Linked DNA regions of Cyprinus carpio: region 2 is linked to region 1. The links are chromatin contacts, called in public Hi-C maps. All regions are on one chromosome and are shown on one strand. Each heading gives the region's core, a stretch centred on a gene start, on an enhancer-like site or on the middle of the called end of the contact. The rest is flanking DNA. Distances are from core to core; before and after follow the strand shown.

Region 1 (5,261 bases), core at 1,323-3,822:
TGTCCATCATACACTATGTGATTTTCTATTAAGTATGTCAGCTCAGATCTACAGACTGGCTCTGACCTTTGGCAACTAGCATCAACTTCTCTGGGCAGTAAATCGGTGGAAAACTGTGGCAAAAATCATGTAGTGTATTCCAGCCTTAAGAGAATATAGACAAGTTTACATCCATTTAATAAGAGTCTTCATAATGAGGCTAGTTTCTGTGTTCATCCCCATGAATGAAATTTTTATTAGTTTGTTTTGTTATTTGATTTTTGAATATGTGATGCTTAGCTAAACATGGACTAAGTCTAGGTGTTGCAATGTGCTTAAATGACAATTCACTATGAATATATAACTGATCAAACTGAATGCCTTTTTGCTTGATTTTTGTTGTTGTTGTTGTTTTGTGTGTGTGTGTGTGTGATTGTTCCTTTAGATAAAACATTTTTCAATTATTCTTTAAAAAGGTTGTTTAAAATAAACAAGAATTTTTAACAGAACACGATGTGAGCTTAATGGGAACAGGGGTGTGCCTAAATGGTACAAAAATGTACCCATTAAGCACAGCCAGACTTTTTGCATTTAATGATGTACATCTTAATTGAAATGCTTTTGTCATTTAAAATATAATTAAATATTTTTGTGTGAGAGACTAATATTTTATTTTAACATAACTCTCTGTACTGAAACCAATATCTTGTGCACTAAAAATGTCTCAACGTAGATTTTGGGGAGCTTAATAGGTATGTTTACCCTATAACAAACTTATTTACAAAATCACATTAAAAATAAAACAATAAATATGAGATCATGTTAAAGAAAGCTATTTCAATATTTTTAAACATTTTCTGACTGTATTTAACATTTTCACAGACTGCGAGTATAAAGTCCTTGCAAGTTTTCAAAGGATTTTTTTCCAAGTTATTTTATGTTTATTTGTGGAAATGGATCTTTACTATCCCTAATCAGGCTTATTATTTTGCATTTTAGGCTAATTTTGACCACAAAGTATGTGATTTCTGCAAATGTAATTGAGCAAATGTAATTGTTTAGTTTATTATTTTTTTATATTATATCAGTGACTGTGAAAGTTTCAGGAATGTTTAAAACTGTGTGAAAAACAATCCCGCAACTTTATCATGACTTGTTATAAAGTGCACAGAAACAGTATTACTTTGTTTTAACATGTATAGTTAGTATGTGACTACCTTGAAACCAATAACGGCGCATCTTTTGATAATTGATGATTATAGCGCTCTGTGATATTGTGATATTTTATTTGTGTGTGTGTGTGTGTGTGTGTAGGCTATTGTCCAGGTTGTGTGAAGCCCATTGATAGTGAGACTTTAAACATTAAACAAGCACAACGGGCAAAGACTTATAGAATAAAGGAACTTTGACAACGGCTTCCCATGTTATACGGCGTGACATCCATTACCGTTTTTTCTGGTTTGGTACTTTAGTGAGAGTCTTATGACCAAACTGTTGTAAAGAAAGAATTGTTTATAATTTGTCACACTTTAAATCTTTTATGTTCATTACCCACTCTAGCATGAAGCATAAATGAAACCATGTGTATACCTCACTAGAGATTTACCATAATACATATATATTTTAAATGCATTAATACAATGACAATTATAAATGTGTAAAATCTGAGGGCTAGTTTGTACACAGTAATGAACTGATATGCAGAATGATTACCATATTCATAATCTATATAAATCTTACTTGTGTTTATTCAAAGCATATTCCCTTACGAAAATTAACAATGGTTTTATTGTAATAAAATGGTTTTTAGGCGTATTGATTACCTTTTGTATAACCACAGTTTTACTACAAATACCATGGTTAAACTATGGTTAGTGTAGCTTGTGTTGTGTAGTGTAGGTAATTTGTGGTTACCGATGTTTAACTATAGTAACCATGTTTTATTGGTTCTATTTGTGGTAAAACCATGGTTAATTTTACGGTGTAAAAATAGAAATATATCGTCTTTATTTATTGTTTCCGCATTATATAAACAATAAACAACTCACAATGTACATAAAGTTTAACAGGCCACAATCATACATCAGCACAACCAACAAACAAAAAATACATGTTATGCAACATGTCACATGAACACAGACAACATTCAAACAGCACTAACAGTAAAATTCGATATGTTCCGGCAAGAGTTTTAAGCTTGTCCCAAACTACGTGTATTAGACTATAATTATCGTCATCACGTGACTTTAAGGCGTCTCATGATCTCGTACCTGTACAGCAGTGGCAGGTGTAAATGTATGTGTAAAGGGTGTAAGGAAACACACACCTGTTCCAGTTTGTTCTCTTCATGAGTGACACCGGAATACCATCGACACACTCGATATCTCCCGCACGTCTGGTGAACTGCCCGCTTTGTGCAGGCCTCAGCCGCGGCCTGTGCTCCTAAAATAAGGCGACTAAATGTGCTGCAATTTAATGCCATCGTCAAAGCAAAAATGTCTGTGATGAAATGTGGGCATAATCTAAGTTTGTTAGCGACTGGCTTAAATTTGACGTAGTTCGCTTTTGGAACATTAACGAGGGGGGTGTCTTTGCGCAGCCAATGAACGTCAAGGAGCATCTACAAGAATTCTGGGCAATATAGTTTAATGAATGTGAACGACAAACTACAGAAATACGACAAGGGACTTTGGTTCTGATGAACATCTGCTATAACGTGCTGTTAATGATTTCACAGTCCTCTGAAGTTACTCATCTTTTCCTGTGAGAGCAAATTTGGAGTTCGAACTTGGACTGTACACATGCAGCTGAAATGGATAAATTACTATTTTTGAGTGCACTGAGATTTTATTTAATTAGTAACGCACAATTATATTGCATATTTTTGGTGAGTTTGGGCCTCTGTCCTTCTTCCTTATTTATTTTTTTTTTTGTCCTATAGCTTCATATTATCATATATATATATATATATATATATATATAATATATATATATATATATATATATATATATATATATATATATATAGGATAATATGAATTATTATATTATCCTATTCATATTATCCTATATATAGGATAATATGAAGCTTTAGGACAAATACAAAGGACAGAGGCCCAAACACCAAAAATATGGTGGAGTACATCATTTGGAGTTCCTGATATTTACAGTACATGGCTAAAAATTATGATGAAATTCAGCTTGTTATGTAAATCATTTAAATCTTTATATAACAGTTGAAGACTACTTACATAAAATGCACATAAATATCAATTGTCACTCTATATGTAACAAAAATGTCTTAATAAAATACTTTGCTTTATAATCAGAGCTGTGTAGTTTAGTTTTGTTCTGTGGGGGCAAAACTGCTGTACAGTTGATTGAAATATAAATAAACGTTCCTCAAAAGCCTGATAAAACATTATTTGATATTCATATTTGACTTGATGGATAACCTAAAGGGATATTTTTTTTTTTTTTATTTATACTAAAAGGCCTTTTACCTGCTAAGAAAGTGTAAAATATCAACAGGTTTTCAGCAAAGTTTTGATCATGTTGATAATTGAAAGGACATAGAAATTTGATAAAGTAAATAAATAAAGATACAATATTTATACAGGTGTTATAAGGTTACACAGCATTAACTAACCAACACAGTGATGAAGAGTTAGAACCTGAAATCCTTTATTTACCAGCCTAGACCTTCAACCACAGACTGCACATCAAGCGTCAGTAAGCGTCTAATTGGAGATATCCAGTTGACTGCAAATAATAATAATAATAATAATAATAATAATAATAATAATAATAATAATAATAATAATAATTATTATTATTATTATTATTATTATTACTACTACTATTATTACTACTACTATTATTATTATTATTATTATTATTTGTGCATTAATCCTTGAGGATTATTATTCTGTTTCTTAGAAGAAATATGTGCTATTTCATAATTTGAATTGTATTTCTTACATTGATAACACCTTTCATGTTAATTATAATTTAACATAATTTCACTTGTATATGCTAAAAATAACTTAATTGTGTTGCTTTTAAACAGCAATGTTGAAAATAGAAAAATGTAAAATAATGTCCTATAACCCATGTGTAGCACTCTTTAACCACAAGGTGGCAGTATAACTCTATTGTGTTGTGTGCCTTTTTTGCCTGTTGCCTGTTATCATTTCAAATATTACCATTTTGTTGTCCTTGAAAGTGGGTTTATTAGTAAATTAGAAATATAGAAAGATAACTGAAGCAAGAGACTTTTTAATTTGTAATGAACATCGCATGACAGATAGCTAAATCTTCCCCAAAACAGCATTAGACTGTGTGTTTTACTTTATTATTATGTAAAACACTGTAGTATTCTGTAATTGAAATGGAGTAACACTTTTAACATATGGCTAACGTAGGAAGAATCAAATACATCAGTAAATCATGCTAAATACAATATATTTATATTAGTCTAGAGGTGTTTTTTTTATTAAATTTTTTATTTAATTTTATTTTTACTGTTAAATTATAATAAAGGATTAAACCTAATCTAAAGTCTTGTAAAAATGTAGATGTTGCAAAATACCCTGGAAAGGGAGTATTAAAGTATAATTTGTTTATGGTTGCCTGATAAGCACAACATGAATGACTGCCCTATCATAAATGATCTCTCATCATTTTTATTAATATTCTATTCTATTGATATTCTGTGTATATATATGTATGTAATGTATATTATGACGTTCTTGGGGTGGCTTCACCTCCTAACTGTCTCCACACAGTCTCCTGTGTCGACCACCTCCTTCATCTCTCTGCCTTATATATATATATATATATATATATATATATATATATATATATATATATATATATATATATATATATATAGATTATTAATTTTTATTTTTAATTTTTTTTTTTCCTTCAGTGTGCAAGTAGTTTTAGTAATGAGTCATGAAGCTAACAAATATTTGGAAGAGCATCATTCTTACAGTTATTTGAGACATCAATGCTGTGATATATCTGAAATAATATGCATATACACATTTCAGAATTTAAAATCGAAATATTTATTTCAAAATAAAAGATTTCCACACAGACACATGAATTTGGCCTAAAGCTCAATACACAACTGCGAAACAGCCATGGATGTTTTTAAAATTGACTCAGATCTCAAACTTGGCAAATCATTTTCAACCTAGTACATAATCATTACAAAATTTGATCCGGTGAAATGAGACAATGGGTCATCCATTCATAGTAATGCAAGATAATGA
Region 2 (5,358 bases), core at 977-3,476, 150 kb after region 1:
TTATACTTTATCTTGACTTGTGTTTTGAAGTGGGAGCACAACATATCAAAGGTCTGTTTTGTACACAACCTCAGTGGTTTTCAATCTAGTGTCCCCAGAACACTTGAGAGAAAAAATATTTTATAAAGTGAATTTTGAAGGGTGGTCATAGGTAGCATGTTAAATTAATATATTTATTAAATATGTGTAACACAATATTTAACCTATTTACCAAATATGATTGCATTGTCTTTCTGATTTTAAAGGGAAATTACAAGATAGCAATCATTTTTTCTAATAGCAGTCTTAGAAAAAAAAAAAAAAAACTAAACCTTCATAAGTGCTTAACTATCCTTAAGCATACACTATTTAGGTGACACTTTACAATAGGTCTCATTTATTAACATAAGTTAATACATTAGTTAATGAACTAACAATAATGAACACTTATACAGTATTTATTAATATTAGTCAATGTTAATTTCAATAGTTACTAATACTTTTTTTAAAGTTAAGTTTTATTTGTTAACAGTAATTAAGATAAACAAACAATGAACAATTAGATTTTTATTAACATTAAGTCTTATAAAATACAACTGTTCGTGTTAGACACAGTGCACTATATAATGTTAACAGATATAAGTTTTGATTTTAAAAATATATTTCTAAATGCTGAAATTAACTAAATGAGATTAATAAGTAATGTAGCTAACTAATGTAACAAATTAAACCTTAATGTAAAGTGTTACCAATATTTATTTATTTAGAAGTGTTTGTTTTCATGGACTTGCTCACTGGGGTTTTAAGGCAATATTCTCTGTAAAACAACTGTGGAATGATAATCATTTCAAATATTGGTGTATGTACACATTTTAATTCAAAGGTTTCCATTTTCTTTTAAATGAACAGGTTTCTAGTTTATTTGTCTTGACATTAACAGTGGGTAGAAAAAGCAAGATGTCAAAGCAATACAAAGTCAAAGTTTTTATTTTTAATTTTTTTTATAGAAACTGATGTGAATTTATTTTTTCAATTAAGTAATTTTTAAAATGTGTAAAATAACTCTGCCTTTATACTGTGCAATAAGGTTCCTTTCAAAGTGATCATCATATTTGGGAGTCGGAGGAAATAAATTCAGTGCTTGGCATTATACTTACAATGACATAAAACACATCTAATTTTGATCCACTTAGTTTGGCTTCTTTTGATGAAAACAGAATCTATTTGGGAGAAGTAAACATGAGCTAAATGGATTGTTCACCTCACCTATAGGGTCATGCTTTCGCAAAACCAGTTTGTCCCTCAATCGGCCCCTCTTCGTGTTAAAACAATAACCTGTGCCAGCTGCACTCACCATCTGAACCAGCAATGTCCTGAGACACAAGAAGCCAGAGGTAAGTACAAGTACAAAGCACTGACTTCACTGCGTCTGTCTAAAACAAGACATTAAACCAAGCAGCAGGCACTATTTTAAATCAAGTGTTTATCCAGACCTACCAAAATAAACAGCTATCAAAGTTCAACAACAAATCAAAGTTAACAACTGTATGTTCGAAAACAAAACATATAGCATTATTTGACAATGAAATGCATTATTCTGTATACTCTCTGTTTGAAATTTCATAAAGTAATCATACATAAGAGCGCACTTTGGCAGCAGTGCATACTGCATATTAGTACAGCATAGTTAAAATAGTATGTCTGTAAACAAGTGCAATGAAGATGTGGGAATACTCACTTAGATTTGCTCTTGGCAACTAAAATGAAGAATAATTAAAGAGAGGGGGAAAAAAGTAATTAGCACTGACATCTAATAACAGTGTTACGTATGTACGACGTTTATATAAACAGATAATCACCAGTAACATCTACAACAAATCTTTGTGGTATAAAGTTGAACTTCGGCATTTTTTGAATGTACAAATATTATGAATTTACACATGAAACTACTGGTTAGTTATTAGCCGCTAACGCTCCTACTCAGCGCATCTGTTCTGCAGTCTACACGTTTTGCCCGCAGCAATTCTGACAATGAAGCTTTGTAAATATTTTTAGTTTCATATTGTAGATATTACTATAGATTATTATTATAGGTATACTTACGGTTTACTGTAGTGAGAAACATTCTTATTCTTCTATAACAGTAAAGATATAACCGCTCAGAAATGTCACATTGAGCTACTCTGGCTTTAAGTTTCCGGATGAAGCTCCATTGCTTCCGGTGTCATGTGCGTCAGCGGGACTTTGATGGAACTCAAGTAATTTCCATAGACGGTAGGTAATTTCGCCTGTGGGTTAGCGTGGTTCTATACATATGTTATGTATTTCTTTAATATGTAGATATGGAAAGTGGATATGTAAACATGAAAAGCTTAAGAAAAAAAAAAGAAAGAAAGAAAGAATGAATGAATGAATGAAGTCACACTTAAAATACTTATATTATAAATATTAATAAAGTTTATATATATATATGTTTCCGAAAAAAAAAAAAAAAAAAAAAAAAGAAATATGAATATGAATATGAATATGAATGTGCACATTTAGTATGAATGGGTTTTTTATTATTATTGAACAAAAAGCACAGGGGATACAGTATCAAGCACAAAAAATAAAATAAAATAAAAATAAAACATTAAACTCAAAGTAAACCAAGGCAATAGATAAGGGATAGTCTACTAAAAAAAAAAATTAGTAATAGTATGTCATCTTGGTATTTTTTGCCTACTATACTGTGAATTCAGACATACTATTTTTGTCACATATTTAGCCTACTTTATAGTAGGGAAGTATGCAGTTTTGGATGTGGCCTATGGCATTTAAAATATAAAAATATACAGTACTAAAAGAAGTAGTTTAGTGCTAAAAGAACTAAAACTGAAAAATAAATTAAATAAAATGATATTGTTGTAAAACAAATAAAAATGAAAAAAAAAAAAAAAAAACTGTCAAATATAAAAAAAGAGTACACTGTTCATTTACTTGCAGCACATTGTAACAATACAAAGATGGTTGCAAATCAGCAAAATTAGACAAACTTTTGAAGTCTGCCAAATGGCTTACTTTATTTGAAAATAAAATTTTAAATTATATTCTTTGGAGTAACTGTATTATTGGAGCTGTTCCAGGCCCTGTGGAAAGGAGGCTCACATATAAACATTTATTTATTATTATTATTATTATTATTTATTATTATTATTATTATTTTTTATTTTAGTGGCAGTCCTGTTCTGTACACATTTGGAATGATAATTTGGAGCATTCGGTCTTGCATTTAAATTATGTTGTCAGTCCCACAACACCACAGTGTGTACGTGACCTTAATTGCGTACTCTACTTGCGGACCAGCAGCTCATATTCAAGTTTTCTAATGTGGGAGGCAGTTTCTATAGAAGGAGTGATGACTGGTAGAGGGGAAACGATACTGCCAAAAGGAAGACAGGGTTCAGGAAATTAATTGTTGGATGGGCCACACTGCTACCAGCTGGTAGGATGTGTGTGAAATTGCCTGCGTCACTAGTTGATGGTTCTATGGAGAGACCTTACAGTGGCAGAAGAAGCATTTCATTCAGCCTGCTAAATTAGCTCATGTCTTCCCAGATTTTATTAACGAAACCACCCTGCTTACTGTCACTGACACAAGAAGCATGTCATCACAACATACTGCAATAGACACATGTGAAAGAGAGAAGGTGCCAAATCTGATCTGCCAACAGATTATTTTGAAATGCTGAATATTCCAAAATTACGAATTTGCATACATTTTGTGATTATATATTATATTTAACTCAATAAAACCTACTGTATCATATCTGATAATTTTAAAGGCCTCTCAATTATCAACATAATCCAAACTTTGATTAAAAACATGTATTACACAATCTGTGTGTGCCTTCTGTTGTCTGATGGTTTATACTTTTTATCAAGTAAGAGGCCTCTTAGTATAAGTCTAAAAATGTCCTCATTCAGGTTGTGGTACGTGTGTCTTTTTGCTGTGAGGTTTGTTATAATATTGTTAGTTATAGTTATATAGTTTATATTACTAGCTATATTTCAAGATGAACAATTATTGTGCGGAAGCAACTTGATTATCCATCTATATTTTTTTTTTTTTTTTTTTAGAAATACCATGTTAAAATGTCATTATCAAATATAATACATCATGCTTTTGAGGAATGTTTATTTGCACACCCCCCACCTCCAAACCATTAAAATATACATTTTATAGAATGCACATTGATTTACATTACAAGCTGTTAGAATTTTATCTTATGTTTTGGACCTTTAAATGTTTTTAAAATGCATATTTCTCAGTTTGGTCCTCTGAATAAAATTTGCTCTCTGAATAAAAGGCTTTTTCCACAAATATTAAATATATAAAAAATATTTACAATACCCCCCCCCCCCACCCACCCTTTTAAAATTATTGAGAAAATAATTGGTCAGAGAGTCCTGTAGACTGCAGGTGCTCACACTCAAATCACATTCTGTCCCTGCTTGTTTGACTGAGTGAGCTATGATGTCATACGGATGTGCATCAGGTTGCCATGGTGATGGCAATTCAGAGAACCAGATGATGTTGTACCCTCTCAATGAGTCCTACATATGTAACAGGTTTCTGAATTAGAACAAAAACATTTCATGAAATCATTTTTAGAATACTACTGCAAAAAAAAAAAAAAAAAAAAAATATATATATATAGATTTTCCCAGGCTGCAGGTAAGAAAATACATTGGCTACAAATATATAATACAAAAAAAAAAAAAAAAATATATATATATATATATATATATATATATATATATATATATATATATATATATATATATATATATTTTTTTTTTTTTTTTTTTTTTTTCCCAGGCTGCAGGTAAGAAAATCCACTGAAATGTGTTATTTTAGACCCAAGACAAACCTAACTAGGATGGAATTATTTAAGTAACAATAAAATTTACTCAATAAAGAATACCCGAAAGGCACAGGATGTAACAAGGTATTCATTTCTAATCAGTTGCAAAAATAAATAAGTACTAATAATAAGTAAAAAAAAAAATAAAAATTCCTCTCGCATTTCTCATCTGCATCTTAACTCTCACATTACCACTCATTAATGCATTAGTACAGAAGTGTCAAATGCCTCAATCGCAGTCTGTGTGGATTTAGTTCTCATCAATGGATGCCTCTCCCATCTGTGTTCCACTTTCGGAAGCCTCTCTCCTTTCCGTGACGCAAGCGGGAGTGGGAGTGGACTGCCTCCTGTTCCCATGGAGGGGAGAGTAGGCTGCTGACATCTGCCATAAGGAGAAAGAGGAGGCAGAGAGAAAAGATGAATGAATAAAAGGGAGGGTAAAATAAGATCAGTCCACTTTCAGTAATGCTGG

Evidence for each region. A called contact is a pair of places that touch in the nucleus more often than the background predicts.
Region 2: a contact with region 1 is called in a Hi-C map of liver, with 7 times the contacts expected there. The contact joins the promoter of LOC109089781 here to the promoter of LOC109107684 in region 1. A contact is called at or near these places in 4 of 8 Hi-C or Micro-C datasets (liver, red blood cells and skeletal muscle).

What each region holds. Positions count from the first base shown.
Region 1 is chrA17:27,616,438-27,621,698 of ASM1834038v1, forward strand. It overlaps LOC109107684 (molybdenum cofactor biosynthesis protein 1-like), which reads right to left and starts at 2,573. Exons shown (of 11, transcript XM_042774551.1): 1 at 2,306-2,573. The coding sequence starts at 2,461. It overlaps LOC109107317 (fos-related antigen 2-like), which reads right to left. Exons shown (of 5, transcript XM_042774554.1): 5 at 5,031-5,261.
Region 2 is chrA17:27,762,743-27,768,100 of ASM1834038v1, forward strand. LOC109089781 (39S ribosomal protein L33, mitochondrial) reads right to left here and starts at 2,227. Exons shown (of 4, transcript XM_019103739.2): 1 at 2,083-2,227; 2 at 1,718-1,736; 3 at 1,246-1,352. The coding sequence starts at 2,104.